2 separate regions of the Zea mays genome follow, and region 2 is linked to region 1. A link is a contact called in public Hi-C data. All regions are on one chromosome and are shown on one strand. Each heading gives the region's core, a stretch centred on a gene start, on an enhancer-like site or on the middle of the called end of the contact. The rest is flanking DNA. Distances are from core to core; before and after follow the strand shown.

The links. A called contact is a pair of places that touch in the nucleus more often than the background predicts.
Region 2: a contact with region 1 is called in a Hi-C map of ear, with 2.2 times the contacts expected there. The contact joins the enhancer-like site here to the promoter of LOC100278127 in region 1. A contact is called at or near these places in 5 of 25 Hi-C or Micro-C datasets (bundle sheath, ear and leaf).

What each region holds. Positions count from the first base shown.
Region 1 is chr10:133,609,695-133,613,067 of Zm-B73-REFERENCE-NAM-5.0, forward strand. LOC100278127 reads left to right here and starts at 1,804. Exons shown (of 3, transcript NM_001151505.2): 1 at 1,804-1,959.
Region 2 is chr10:133,651,214-133,654,586 of Zm-B73-REFERENCE-NAM-5.0, forward strand. No RefSeq gene overlaps it. Among protein-coding and RNA genes, the nearest start is that of LOC103641852, 15 kb to the right of the region's middle. Within about 2 kb of position 1,833, at least 7 of the 20 cell types and tissues checked have an H3K27ac peak or open chromatin away from gene starts, as enhancers often do. A contact at or near this core is called in ear, where this site is marked.

The DNA.
Region 1 (3,373 bases), core at 554-3,053:
TGGCACGAACTCATGGACGAGCAATAGAGGTCAGAGCAGCTAACGATAGATATGTGGAGACGTAACGCTATCCCTAGGTCAGAGCACCTAACGATAAATATGTTGAGACGTAAGGCTATCCCATCAACTCCTCTATGACATCCTCTATTTCAAACTTCACTCTGTAAACAGTGTCATCTATAATACACATCTTCTATTTTACACGGTCCACCTTTGATAGAAGATGTCTCGTCGTGAAAGTCAGGAGTAGTTATGCAAAGAGCATTTTCTAAAAAAACATATTTGTCCTCTCCTAAAGTGCAAATCTCCTATCTTATTCATTTTTTTTGAAAAATGAAGAAAAATCAATGCCATATTTAAAAGTATATTATATGATAAACGATATTATAGTAAAAGTTAATAATAATAATTATTATTTTTAAAAACTGAGATGTTCAAACAAACTTTAGATTAAAAATCAAACAAATTATGAATTGAAATGGAGGAAGTTCCTCATATAACTAACTAGTTTATTAACAAACCAAAATACCTTATTAAGAAACATATGCATTACTCTTAGATGGTGTTTGGTTCAATGCATTACACTTAGGTGGTGTTTGGTTCACCGAAATGTAACACAAACGGATTACAAGGGTAATGAGACCGATACTATTGTTTGGTTGACCTCTTTCCAGTAGTACCAGGTACTACTATGCAATCTAATTACATCAAGTAACCATTACCGCCGGCAAGGGATCCCGTTACCATTTCGGTAACAACACGTGAATCGAAACAACACCTTAGAGCATCTCCAACGGTTCTCAATGGACACTCTCAAAACAATAATTTAGAGGCAAAGGTAAAAAGCACAGTCCAACAACTCCTAATATGTGCTCTAAATTTATTCGGTGCCTCAAAACCAGAGCCTCGTGGTACAGATTTAGAGTCGAGCCAGCGCCAACCCTATGATTGATTTTGTATTGGGACATTTTTAAGGAGCTGTTGGAGTTGGATATGTTTTTTGGGGGCATTTAGACTTTTGGGATGAGCCCAATATATAGACATTAGACATTGGATAATGGGTATAGATTATTAGGTGTTGGTGATGCTCTTAGGTGTTGTTTGGTTCACGAAATTTAACCTAAATGGCAGCGACAATGATTCACACTTTAGTACCAGCAGTAATAAGTTTGAATAAGCCGATATCAATTTCTAGTGTGGTATATAACTACAGTTAGACTTAAACAAACATGATTTAACATTATCAGTTAAACATCACGTTACAGATATATGAACCAAACAACACCTTAGAAGCTGTTTGATTCACATAATTGTAACATGATGGATAATAGATAACGTTAAAACATGTTTGTTTAAGTCCAACGTAATTAGATACTACACTAAAAATAGATACTTGACTATTCAAACTTGTTATCACTGTCACTTGAGTGCGAATCGTTATCATTGTCATTTACGTTACAGTTCCTGAAACAAATGACACTTTAGTTTTAGTCCGCTACTTTTATATCACTCTCACTCTCAGTTATAGGCTTCACCCGTATATTTTATTCTTTTCATCCAAATAGGAACACGCACAGTTTTTGGTGCCAATATATGTTTTTTTGTCTAATAATGACGAGTCCGCTTTAACAAGGAGTCAACCGAAGGCACCGTTAAACCAGGGGGCTCAAAGAAGATCTCGCTATGACGAGTCCGCTTTAACAAGTCGAACATAGGCAGGGCCCACCTGCAGCAGCATAGAGTCCGAACTCGATCCTTGGCCCGCCCACGCCTATATAAGGGACACCAGCGGACATGGACGGCTACGCACGCAGAGCGAACCCACGGCCACGGGGGGTCTGTAAAATCCGTAGGCGATTGAGCGAGCAAAAGAATCTGCCCTCTCCCCTTCCCTTTCTACAGGCGCTGTCCCGCAAGCGGCGCATCGCAGGAGGCGGTGAACTGGTGGCGAGGCGAGAGGTACACAGACACCCGGGCCCTGCCCTGTTCCGTTCCTCTTGCAGTCTTGCTTTATTTTCTTGTCCCCCTCTCTCTCTCTCTGGCTTAGCTTAGCGCGGCAGTACTAGCCTTTGCTTCAGTTTGGATCTTTCGGTAATAAAATTGCGGCGGCAATCACAGCTGCGGGGGAAAATAAAATTGGGTGATAAACGCGGGCACCCATTACGTATCCATATATATACTCATGCCATGTGTCTGTACACAATCATCATCTAATCTAACGGCGGACTCGTCGGTGAACTGCTGCTGTATGGATTAAAAGGGTTGAAACTTGAGCGGAGCCCGCATGATGGGAAATCGTTAGGGTAATAATAAGGGCCACCGCCCGTAACCGTAACAGTAAAGTAAAGGCAGGGTAGGAGGAGTAGAGCAAGGCACTGTTTGTTTTCTGGAGGGGATGTTAAACTATCGAGCTGCTGCTTCGGATGCATCGGCCGGGGTTTCGAGTAAATTGGAGAAAGAAGCGACTTTTTTCTCCCTTTCAGTCTGGGGGTTCGAGCTTCTCGCCGCTGTGAAGACACAAGGGTGGTTATCTCATCTTATCGCCGTCGTTGGCTAAATTCCCTTCACATCTACAGTGTTTTCTTGTCTGGGGGGTGAGACGAGGGATCGTCGGATTTGAGTTGAGTCGGAGCTCACTGGGATTGGGATTGGTAATGCAGGGGATCTGGTATCGCTCCGTCTTCTGCTGGGAGCGGTTCGTTCGGATCGCATGCGCCTCTGGTGTTGATCGGCATGACCTTTGAGAACTTTATTTTGCCTTCCGCCGTTCCTCTCGTCCTGCTCCGGTTGCCTGTTGGTTTATTCCCTAGGCGACGGAATGCTGCACCTTCTTCGGGTTTGCTTTCCTGTTCGGAAGAAACCCCAAAGCTCCCTTCACTTCTTGGGTTGAAACGGAGGGCCCCAGACGGATGCCTTCGCTCTAGAAATAAATAAATAAATATATCCCGGACAGAGAAGTACACCTGCTCTTATTAGTTTCCTCCTCGGATCAACTAACGGGTTTCGTTTTGCCTCTGCAAGTTGATGGATGAGAGGAGAGACACCTGTCCCTCCCCTCTTTCCCTTGTCCGGTCCGGTTCCTCATGTGCCCCCATTCCTAACCCAATCACCCTTCAGTTCAGTCAAGTCTTCATAGGTGTGATTTGTGAAATCCATCTGAGAAGTCCATGTCCATCTGAAAACTCTATGAGCTGTTCCGGAAGCTGTTTCAGTCAGCTGTTGTCACAATGTACTATGTGTGCCCCCACTTCTTTCCAAACTGGAACAGGAGAGCAGCCCAGGAAAATGGAATTAAAATGCAAAGTAGGGCCCCCCCACACGGCCACACCAATGGGCATGCATCGATCTAGAATTTTCTTGGAAGGCACTTGGA
Region 2 (3,373 bases), core at 583-3,082, 42 kb after region 1:
TTTACCTTGGTTTTGATTTGCATCCGCGCGTGCCTGCACAAGGACGCTGTAGCCTGTAGCCGGCCGGCGCCACCACTCGCCACCCTGTGGCGCCAAGCCGAGTAGGACGGCGACCGGTCGATCCACCGAACCGAGCGAACCAACCACATGCGAAGCGAAGTCGCCGGCGAAAGGTCTGAAGCGATGGGCGCGGATATTTAGGGGGTGTTTGGTTACACCCCGCTAAAATTTAGCCCCTGTCCTATCGAATGTTTGAACCTCCGTTCCGGGTATTAAATATAGTCGGATTATAAAACTAATTTGTCAGCCGAAGATTAAAAGACGAGACGAATTTAGTCCAGTTGGTTGGGTCTATATTTCATACTCCTATTTAAAAGTCAAACGCTTGATGTGACCCGGGCTAAACTTTAGCAGGAGCAACCAAACACCCCCTTACTTGGACCCGCGCTGGCTTTATCCAACTAGGATGAGGAAGAAGGACCGGAAAAAGAGGGAGCAGGAACCACGATCCGACGCCTAATAATAAAGCCGGCCAGAATCGGGTGGGGTCGCTTTATTCGGTCCGGCGGCCCACCGCCAAAAAGATGCAGAGCAACCAACTTGGCGCAGAAGTTAAGACTGTCTATAACAACGTCCTCTATATAAATCTTCTGTATCCGTTCTTTACAGTCTTCTCTAAAATATTTTATCTCCTATATCTACTTTCTCTCCAATAACGTACTCTAAATCACGTCCTCTATATGTAAATACCTATATTAAAGACATTTTTTTATTTTTTATTTTTTGTACATACATATTTGTCATACTCTCAAATGTATTGTACGTATTTAGTTTTACTAAATCGGTTGTTTAAAGTATTCAAATAGATAGAGAACTATTTAGAGAAACTCTATATATAGAGGATCCAGCAGCGTCCTCTAAATTTAGAGAACCGTTTAGAAGATGTTGCGGGAGGGAGTAGAGGACGTCCTCGTCATCTAAATTTAGAGTACAGAATCCTTTAGAGCTCCTTGTCGGAGCTAGTAACGCCTGTCGTTCCTTCATCCTTTTTCTTTCGGATCCTCCGGAAGTCCATCAAAAGGTTCAAAACCACCCAAAAGCCAGGGGCCTCCGCGGGAGCGTGCCATGTTGGGAATAGTCCCACATTGTCTGGTGAGAATGGAAAAGCATGGTTTATATGGTTGAGGGTGCAACCCCTATAAGGCTAGCTTTTTGGGGGGAGTGTTGGCCCAAGAGACCTAAAGCCCGCTGCTATACGTGCGGGCGCGTGTGTCGCGGCCCGACAGCCTGGGTAGGCGCGCCGTGTGTGCGGGCGGCCCCGACGGACACGCCGTGTGTCGGCGGTCCGGTTCCAACAATTGGTATCGGAGCCAGGTTGGCCCAGTGGATTCTCAGACAAATCTTGGCTCACAATGTGTGAGGGGGAGATTGTTGGGAATAGTCCCACATTGTCTGGTGAGAATGGAAAAGCATGGTTTATATGGTTGAGGGTGCAACCCCTATAAGGCTAGCTTTTTGGGGGGAGTGTTGGCCCAAGAGACCTAAAGCCCGCTGCTATACGTGCGGGCGCGTGTGTCGCGGCCCGACAGCCTGGGTAGGCGCGCCGTGTGTGCGGGCGGCCCCGACGGACACGCCATGTGTCGGCGGTCCGGTTCCAACATGCCACCCTGACAGAATCCACTTCGGGCATACAGATTCCAGAGGCCTATTATTCGTGCGCTGGTGCTCCCGCAACCATGGGCGGCCGGCTTTCGTCCGCAACAGAGCTGGCCACTGAGCGCGGTGGATTCCGAGCCGCCGCAATCATGGACGCGCGTCGAGATCCCTTCCCTGTACGTCTGCAGGTGCAAAGGACATCCATGGCTCCATCCACCTCATGGCAGACACACACGGATTGCGGTATACAGGGAAAAGAATAATCATGGAGGGTTGAAAGCGTAGCCAGGGCACCAGTGTTTTGCGCATATGCACCACCACATGCATGCTCCGCTCCGCCGCTGGAGATGACCTAAATACATTCTTGGAACCATTCTGAGATGGCTGTTTGCCTGTTTCCTGGGACAACAACAAAAAAAAAAAAAAAACCATGAGCGCAGTCGCAGTGGCATCAGCTCACCTTCTTCCATAGCTGCGGTCTACGGTAGAGGTGGATTGGAGGAGGGGATTATACCCGATTGTCTGCAGTAGGCTCATGTTGAAGAGTACAAAATGCTTATTGATCTAAAGGCTACTCTTGACAAGAGTAATCTGACCGTCTAAGGGCTTGTTCGGCTACACCAATCTAGAGAGGGATTGGAGAGGTTTAAATCCCCGCCTAGTCATTTTTGACTAGGAGAGGATTTAATCCCCTCTGGATTAGTGTAACCGAACATGCCCTAAAGGCTTGTTCGGTTAGGAGTAGATTGAGGAGGATTGGAGGGAGTTAAATCTCTTCCTAGTCAAAATTGAATAGAAAGGGATTTAATCCCCCTCAATCTCCTCCGCTTTGGATGAAATCGAACATGCCCTAAGGACTTGTTCGTCTGGATCGAAATTTAACGAGAGGGATTGAAGAGGATTAAATCTTCTTATATTTAATTTTGACTATGGAGGGATTTTATCTCCTCCAATCCCCTTCGATCCGATGCATCCGAACTGACCCTAATGCTTGTTCGGTTAGAGCACATTTGGTGACCAGGAAAATAAAGAGAGAAATATCTCTATTCTAAAATTGAATACCAAAGGAATTCTTCCCCATAGGTCTCTTTTATTTCATTGATCACCAAATCAGCCCTTAGAGGTGGATTGAGTGGGATTAGAGGGGATTAAACCCCCTCCTATTCAAAATGAGCCTGCTGCTCTTGGCAAGATCAATAAGCATTTTGTACTCTTCAACAAGAGCCTGCTGCAGACAATCAAGTTTTTAGGATAAATAGAACATCGTGAACATAAGGCAAACAAACGAGCTGCTGTATAAATTCATAACTAGTAATTTCATATTTCCGCTTGAGATATATCAGAATAGAATCACCTCATGATCTTGCTTACTACCGCGCCCATCCTCATCTTGATTGTGTCCTGTGCTACTCTCCTTTTAGTATGCTCCATTTATTACACCAGCCATCAGCCAAATGTCATCAATCATGCAAAAGCTGCCAAGCAAACACAATAGCAAACTAACACCCTAGAGTCGTCAAATATTCAACCAGTGGATAAGAGTGTTATATACTACATCTATTCTCGAATATTTATTATATATCAGTTTATTTTTAAATTAAAACGCGATAAATAAAAGAGAACGGACGGAGGGAGTACTCCGTATAAGGTAACAATAGATGCCGCAAAACGCCACATATGAAAACACAATCTCTTGTATCAGAACAAACATTCTAGA